Linked DNA regions of Pan troglodytes: all the other regions are linked to region 3. Evidence: chromatin contacts called from public Hi-C data. All regions are on one chromosome and are shown on one strand. The core of a region is the stretch at or near the end of the contact, and the rest is flanking DNA. Distances in the headings are between cores, read along the strand shown.

Region 1 (2,700 bases), core at 189-2,688, 320 kb after region 3:
GTGAATGCAGCTAGTTGGAAACACTTCATCTAATTACTGGTGAATGCAACTCTCTAGTGATCCTGTCACAGATCCCAAATACTGAGGGCCAGACGGTATTTTCATTCTGCATTGATCAGATTGACATGTTGGATGGAACCCCCCAGCCCTTGGCTGCCCAGCATGTCTCCCATGCCAGGGTGTCAGCAAAGATATAAGAGCAAAGAGTACATGACCAATAAGTCATGGCAGCTAACACCTAAGACACTGGGTTACTTTGGAAATCTTAAGAATATCTAGGTGATTATCTATCTATCTATCTATCATCTATATTTTACTAACAGGCATTCTAGTATTAAAGCTATGTTGACTAATTTCCATCTATTCCTCTTCCTTAAAGCTCGAATTCCCCAGTCTTCTATGATACCATGTTTGCACATTTTGCTCTTTCCTCACCCTCCTCCCCTTTTCTGGGACAGAAGCTATATCCAGTATGTTTGTGAGAAACGGTTGTAAATAGGCTGCCTTAAAAAAAACAAAAAAACAAAAACAAAAAACACATTTTTTAGTTCTTCTAAACACAAACAAAGGCAATAAAAATTCCCAATGCTAAATGTATTTTAAAAGACATCATTGTCACGAGGTAATTTTGCTTGTGTGTTCCCCAAGGAACTGAAAAGTACATTATAGTCACTGTAACCCTGCTGGGTAGAGACAGTATCTTCTCTTTAATCTTTGTTATTACTGATACTATCTGTTCAGCACATTAAGGAAAGAAATTGGTATCTAATATAATACATCTGCATTTCTCTCATTTCCCATGAGCACCACAAAGCCAGTACTTTTTCATCCTTGGCCCTGCCAGAGTAGAATCCAAGGCCTGAACAATAGTAGGCTTAAGTTTTGCATTTTTGATGTATTCTTTAAGTGAAGGTGGTAAATATTGATATTGGTAAATATCAGTAAATTCGTCTTCTTAAAGCCACAAGGTCAAAGAAAAGACAGGTTCCGTCTTCCTAGGCGGGGTACCCACAGCCCCGCATCTGCCCACTGTGGCTATCCCAGTTCCTGAGAACCTGGCTACATCATACACAGCACACAAGGCAGAGGCCTGACTAGTGCAACTCCAACAAGAGAAAAGACCCCCACTCCGAAAATGGAAACTCATCCCATTCCCATGCACAGACAGGGTGAGGGTGAGGAGTGGGCAGTGGGTGTGTACGTGGTGGGTGGTGTAGGTTGAGAGCGTCTTCCCCCTTCACGGCTGCAGCAGGAGCTCAGCGGGCGCCCCAGCCCCTTGGCTCGCGGCCCTGCCCCGACCATTGTCCGCACACCTCGTCCCTCCAGCTTCCGGGCCGCGGGCGAGATGATTTGCTGCAGATGACATCAGCCCCGGGCCAACGGCTGGAAGAGCGGAGGCAGCCACCGCGTGAGGATGTGCCGGGTGGTCCTTTCCTCCTCCTCTTCCTCCTCCTCCCGGCTCCCTGCCTAGTCTCCATATAAAAGCGGCGCCGCCTCCCCGCCCTCTCTCACTCCCCGCTCCTCTCCGCCGCGCACTCTCCGCGGCGCTGGGAGAGGGCGGAGGGGGAGGCGGCGCGCGGCGCCAGAGGAGGGGGGACGCAGGGGGCGGAGCGGAGACAGCACCTTCGGAGATAATCCTTTCTCCTGCCGCAGAGGAGAGGAGCGGCCGGAGCGAGACACTTCGCCGAGGCACAGCAGCCGGCAGGATGGCGACCGTGGTGGTGGAAGCCACCGAGCCGGAGCCATCCGGCAGCATCGCCAACCCGGCGGCGTCCACCTCGCCTAGCCTGTCGCACCGCTTCCTTGACAGCAAGTTCTACTTGCTGGTGGTCGTCGGCGAGATCGTGACCGAGGAGCACCTGCGGCGTGCCATCGGCAACATCGAGCTCGGTAAGTGGCCCCGCGCCCCCAGAGACGCGCGCTGGCAGACGCGCAAACACGACCCCACCCAGGGCGCGACGGTCACTGCGCTCCTCCCGCGCGCCCCGCACCCATGCCTCTCCTCGTCACCTCTCATACTTGTCCAGACCCTTTCTGGGCTAATTAAGAATAATCCGAATTATTAGATATGAGACCCAGAGGGAGAGTCTCCAATAACCTTGAGGGATCTGTCACCACGCTGAGTCCGCAGCCTGTGCTGAGTTGGCCACCGCCTCTCCCGCTAAGTGAAATGCAGGTGTCAGGGGAGCAGAGGCCACAATAAAGCCGCAACCGCAGGAGGCAGAAGGGTGGGGGAGACCTGATGCAACCACTCCTTTCAGTCCTCTTCTGGCCTCAGGAAAAGGCTGGGACCCCCACCATCGCAGACCTGGGGCCGAAGCCCATGTGCCAGGGCCCGCGTGGGATTCATCCTCACCACGGCTACCTCAGCCCCTGAGAAACGCCTTTTCTGATTTCAAACCTCCCGATCCATTCTTTCCTCAGAATGACTAGGCTAGTCCTAGGGCCACGCCCGCTCCCCCCGCCCCCCCCTCCCCGGGGAGATGCTGGGATGCAGAACCGCCTGCGCTTCGCCACCAGACAGAGCCCGCCTCGCTACCGCCCTTGGGGCCTTGGCTGCAGCTCTCAGAAAGGACAATGGGACCCCAAGTTGCGGGGTGGGGCTGCTGCTTTTAGAAGTCCCAGCCTCGGGAGTGGTAGCTTGAAGGGGGTCGGTGAGGGAGACGTCAGCGGGTAGGGTCAGCTCCTCGCCCGGTGCTC
Region 2 (2,700 bases), core at 195-2,694, 340 kb after region 3:
CTGCTGACTGTAATGGCTCTCACGCAGTTCCTAATGGGCACTGTGGAACCACTCAGCATAGACAGGCATAGGCAGGAAGGTAGCAGAAAATTGGCTGCCTGGGCCCAGGAACCATTTTAGGAGATGTCAATAACCCCTCCATTAAACCCAACTAAGTGCGTTCCACGACAGCTGCTAACCAAGGACAGCACCTCATGCTGAGTGTCACTGCTTTTGTCTTCATCTCCAGAGACCAAAGAGAGCTCATGATTTTTGTTAGTAGAGTTTTTTTTTAAAGGTTTTTTTTAAGTATGCAGCAACAGCAAACCATCAAGCAAGCACAGTCTCTTTGCTTTTTCTGCCTGCTTTTTGGTCTTCCTCTGGGGCAGTTTGTTCAGCACCTATGGTAGCCTACTAGAAATAATGGTGGAAGATGAAGAATAAAGCATAAACTAATAGATCACTTTAAAAGTGCCAAGTAATGTTTTTGAGTGCTTATTAATAAGAAAGCAACTGTAAGGGAATATTTGGAAGAATGAAGTATTTCCCACTGTTTATAATTTTGTTGGGAAAATAAGTCATTCACAGCTTTAAAATTCACTGTTTCTCAACAAAGAGAGTTTCTTTTTATTTTTTTAATCTCTTTTTGTTTTTGAGACAGGTTCTCCCCTCTGTCACCCAGGCTGGAGTGCAGTGGTGCAATTACAGCTCACTGCAGTCTCTGCCTCCTGGGATGAAGCTACCCTCTCGTCTCAGCCTCTGAAATAGCTGGGACTACCAGCCTGCCACTATGCCCAGCTAATTTGTTTTTTTTGGTTTTTTTTAGTTTTTTTTGAAGATGGAGTCTCACTCTGTCGCCCAGGCTGGAGTGCAGTGGCGTGATCTCGGCTCACTGCAAGCTATGCCTCCCAGGTTCACGCCATTCTCCTGCCTCAGGCTCCCGAGTAGCGGGACTACAGGCGCCCGCCACGACGCCCGGCTAATTTTTTGTATTTTTAGTAGAGACAGGGTTTCACTGTGTTAGCCAGGATGGTCTCGATCTCCTGACCTCGTGATCTGCCCGCCTCGGCCTCCCAAAGTGCTGGGATTACAGGCGTGAGCCACCGCACCCGGCCTATGCCCAGCTAGTTTTTAAATTATTTTGTAGAGAAGGAGTCTCACTCTGTTGCCCAGTCTGGTCTTGAACTCCTGGCCTCAAGTGATCCTCCTGCCCCCGCTTCCCAAAGTGTTGAGATTACAGGTGTGAGTCACCCTGCCCAGCGTGAGAGTTCTCTTAATTTGCGAACTGTGTATATGTGTCAGAGAGAGAGAAAGAGAGAGTGTGTGTGTCTAATTCCTAAAGAAGAAAGGGGTGAAAATGGAGAGTATAATAAGCATTGCATTTTGATTGTTCAACCATGGGTTTAGTCACAATGACAAAGGTTACCCAGGTACCAGCACCCCACTCCCAGCTGCAACCCAGGACTAATTAAATGCTACCTAGGCAACGATCAAGTATCCCCAAACATCATACTCCAGGGCTTACCCCTTTTGTTTTCTCGGCTGTGATCTAAGGGTAATTTCTATTGCATGTGAAGTCAGATTTCCTTGGTCTGAGAGAAACGTGAGAAAGTAAGAGGTACTCTGGGGAAGCGCACTTAGTGCACCACAGGGACTGGAGAAATTAACATAAATACAAGACAATAATAATGTTATTTTAATAAACTCTTCTAGGTTAAAGGATTGCCTATAGTCAGGACTGGTGAAATTGATGCTTATAGAAAATGCAACAAGAGCGTCTACATGTGATTTAAAAATAAAAGTATGTAATTAGGAGTGAAAATTGAAAAGCTAGGGTAGTGTTTTATTGAATGTGGCTCCTCTCTGCAGTTGTACCGCACCTCATTTGAAACACTCAAGCTGAGGTTGCCTCTCAAAATTGCTGCCTTGCATTCCTGAGGGGTTAAGACGAAATATGAACATCCTGAGGACTGTCTTTGTTGTCATAGAGGGAAGTCCTCTAAACACGCACTTTGCCATTAATCTGGCCGTTTCTTTCTCAATAAAACAGGTTTTCAATGGGAGCTGTGAGTAAACACGCCACTGTTGAGCATTGTGGCTCAAATTCAGATTTCTTGTTGGCTTCTCACGTGGATAGTGCGAGGAAGGAACAACTATTCCCCTGAGGGAGCAACACGTTTTTAGTGCACCTGGCCCCAGGAACACTGCTCTACATAGATGTGGCTTTTTGGATCCTGAAGTGTATCCATCAATGGGAATGTCACATTTGGAGAAGTTATCCTTATTGCAATAAAATTAAAGATCAAATAAGTTCTGGAACCCAGGCGAACAATGCTTCCTTAGTGCAGAGCCATTTTGAGCAGTTGTCTCTTGTGCCTTTTAAAAACCTCTCACTTGGAAGTTTTGATGTGTGAAAGATGTGAAAACTGCCTAAGAGAATTCTTCCTCTTTTTAATGGAGCTCAATGCCTGTTTAGGGATGATGTAGCAACCGCTCTTTTATCTAGAATTCCAGATAGTTTCCCAGCTCAAATACTAGGAGTTTTTGGTGGTGCAATTCAATTGAAAGTGGTATTTGGTGTGAAGTTCCAGCAGCCCCACAAGATGCTCAAGTGCCTTGTAGTTAGTTTAGTATAATGTGCATATGTGTTTGTGTGTGTGTGTTTGCATACATGAGAGAAAGAGAGAGAGAGAAAACCTTATCTGTTCTCATCTATTATAA
Region 3 (2,700 bases), core at 181-2,680:
AGAAATCAGTCATCAGGCATGAGTGATATGAGAAAATTAAGGACAAGGTCCTAAAAAATGGGCTGGGGATGAGGACTACGGTTCAGTAACTGGATCAAGTGTGTGAAGACTCAGGGGAAAGAATTTACATGGGGTATATGCTGTTCAGGAAGGACTAAAATTCGGGGCCAGATGCTACTGCATCTCCTCCTCCCCCACCACACACACACATTCGAAGGGCTATGGAGGGCACCTTTTTTATTTAGGGAAAATTATCCCATTTCATTCATCCTACAAACATGAGGAGTGGCTGTGTTTTCAGCAGTGCCGATGAAAATCCCAAGTCCTGGGTCTCTGAGAGATACTTTCTTATGTGGTTAAGAAGAATCAGGATGCATAAACTTGAATCCTGCCTCTACCATTTATTTGCTCTAAGATCTTGGGCAAGTTATGTAAAGTTCTCTCTGTTTTCTATCTGTTAAATGGAAATAAAAATGATACCAGTTGTATGGGTTGTTGTTGAGATTAAATAAAGAACTGCTGGTAAAGTGCTTTTTACATTATCTGCCAAGCAGAAAGGGCTCAATGCATTTTAAATAAGTAAATATATATCCCTGAGTAAAGCAGGGAGGAACCAGCCCAACCAATGGCTTCCCTGTTTTCAAAACCACTCTGCTTGTCCTTCCAGAGGAATAAGACCAAATTCCTGGGGATTTTGGTTCACTCCTTGGTCAGCAACCCTGCAGATTTATTTTTTCTAGTCATTTCAGGCTCTGTGTCTAATGATGCCAAGTTACCTGGCTTTATGGTGAGTATGAAGCTGAACGCTAACTGCGGAAACTCCCCGGGCCAGGCAAAGCCTTGGAAAGTGAAAGTGGCTGTGAAGGCAAAGGTGCTACCTGGTCTTTCCCTAGGGAGAGCAAGACCCCAAACTGATCCTTATCATGAGATTCTGGGTACTGAGGTGAACTTGGGCTTGCAGCTTTGCAGTGAGTTTGGAGCCCACCTCTTTGAAGGCAGATTTCATGCATGCTTTCTTTGTGTAAAGTATTTTGAGAAAGTAGATGTATTTGAAGATGTTAATTTGGGCAGAGGACTATCCTCAGGTAATGCTGGGTGCACTTGTGGGAGTGGGGCCAAGCACCAGCTACTGCAGATAAATGTGCTGGCTCTGATCTCTGGTACCTCTGTTGAGTGACAAGCTCTTACAGAAACAAAGAAAGTGGCGGTATAGCAGGGACAGTCCCTTGTGGGGACTGTAAATGGCTGAGACTGCTACCATCTGCTCTTCTCGATTCAAATATTTAACAGGAGGTTGAAAACACAGAAGTTCCCATGAAATTACGTTTTTTTCCCCCGAACTTAATTTCTGTCAAGGAGAGGGAGGGGTCCCTTGTGTTAAACGTCTGCTTTTCAGTTTTCGAGACTGCCAGGAGATGGCGCCAGGGCTTGGTTCTTAATGGGTTCCTTAGCGCACCAAAGAAAAGACATGCTCGGCGTGGGGATGGAGGCCTCCGTCTCGGCGTTTCCATGTAACTCGTTTCTCAGGAAATCTGAACAGAAACCCTGGCCTTGGCATTCCTTGGGTTAAATGGGCTTCTTTTTTCATCTGGCCGGGAATTGAGTTTCTGGTCATGGCGCGCTACATTTTCAGTCATCGATTCTCCTCAGAGGGTCGCACGACTGATGTTGTCTCTGGACATATGCTAATAAGAAACCAGAGAGAGCTCGGAGAGGGATTTTGAATGCATTAGAACTTTCCAGCGTGTTGCATAAAAAATAGAAAGTAGAGGTCATGTTATTTGGGAAATAGTAGACGTGTTGTATCATACCGTTTTTTTTCCTTCTTTTCAGACCCTTTTCACTGATCTGTTGCTCTTAGCCCAGAAAACGGTATAGCTGATGCCAGAAATTACAGCACGTTCTGCTAGGAAGTGTTTACACTTCAGGGCTGAACTCCTAGCACGATTAATAAACATCACCACCACAACATAAGAACGACTGAGCATGTGGTACCTATCCGCTCATTTAACCCTTACAGTAATCTGGGATATGTCCTTTATGATGTACTTTTTTCAGGCTAGAAAACTGAAGCTTAGGTTCAATAATTTGCCTAAAGTCATTCGACGTGTGATCAGAAGAGTAGGGATTGAAACTCAGACCATCTGACTCCAGGCCCATGAGGTTTTCCCCGGCACCCTACTAGAACAGCAATTTTGGGGGTAACGGGGCACCCCGGAGGCAGTGCTCAGTGGTTCCAGGTAGCTTGGTGTGCAGAGAGGCACCCAGGTATAGAGATGTGGTAGTCGTTTAGTGTTCACTGGGGACTCAGCGCTGTGTCATGTCCTGTGGCTTCTCTCAACACCGTGTGCAGAATCCAAACTTCCCCAGGCCTGCAAGCTCTGAGCTCTGTTCCCCTGGCCTATCCTGCTTGGTCACCCTCCAGGCATCTTTCTCCTTCCAGAACTTGCCAAGCCCATTTCTGCCTCAGGCTCTTTGCACCTGAGCTCTCTTCCCTCAACTCCTCACTGGCTGGCTCTTTTTCCTCAGGACTCAGCACAGACAGCCCTTTCTCACCCCATGATGTAAGGAGGCTCCCTCTGCCTCAAGGCCTCCTGACTCCTCACTCTGTTTTATTCCTTTATCGCACTTGTAATGATCTCTAAGTATCTTGTTTGCCTGGGTATCATCTGTTTTTCTCTCATTGGAATGTAAACTCCA

Evidence for each region. A called contact is a pair of places that touch in the nucleus more often than the background predicts.
Region 1: a Hi-C map of stem cell-derived neural progenitor cells shows a contact between it and region 3, with 7 times the contacts expected there. The contact joins the promoter of MAP1B here to the enhancer-like site in region 3. A contact is called at or near these places in 1 of 7 Hi-C or Micro-C datasets (stem cell-derived neural progenitor cells), 1 of 1 datasets of contacts at active chromatin or transcription factors (stem cell-derived excitatory neurons) and 1 of 1 other capture datasets (stem cell-derived neural stem cells).
Region 2: a contact with region 3 is called in a Hi-C map of stem cell-derived neural progenitor cells, with 5 times the contacts expected there. The contact joins two enhancer-like sites. A contact is called at or near these places in 2 of 7 Hi-C or Micro-C datasets (induced pluripotent stem cells and stem cell-derived neural progenitor cells) and 1 of 1 datasets of contacts at active chromatin or transcription factors (stem cell-derived excitatory neurons).

What each region holds. Positions count from the first base shown.
Region 1 is chr4:43,941,772-43,944,471 of NHGRI_mPanTro3-v2.0_pri, reverse strand. MAP1B (microtubule associated protein 1B) reads left to right here and starts at 1,438. Exons shown (of 7, transcript NM_001194920.2): 1 at 1,438-1,890. The coding sequence starts at 1,707.
Region 2 is chr4:43,924,920-43,927,619 of NHGRI_mPanTro3-v2.0_pri, reverse strand. The region is part of intron 2 of MAP1B (microtubule associated protein 1B); the gene reads left to right. Among named protein-coding and RNA genes, the nearest start is that of MAP1B, 17 kb to the left of the region's middle. Within about 2 kb of position 1,444, at least 4 of the 24 cell types and tissues checked have an H3K27ac peak or open chromatin away from gene starts, as enhancers often do. A contact at or near this core is called in stem cell-derived neural progenitor cells, where this site is marked.
Region 3 is chr4:44,262,756-44,265,455 of NHGRI_mPanTro3-v2.0_pri, reverse strand. No RefSeq gene overlaps it. Among named protein-coding and RNA genes, the nearest start is that of CARTPT, 64 kb to the left of the region's middle. Within about 2 kb of position 1,430, at least 10 of the 24 cell types and tissues checked have an H3K27ac peak or open chromatin away from gene starts, as enhancers often do. A contact at or near this core is called in stem cell-derived neural progenitor cells and stem cell-derived neural stem cells, where this site is marked.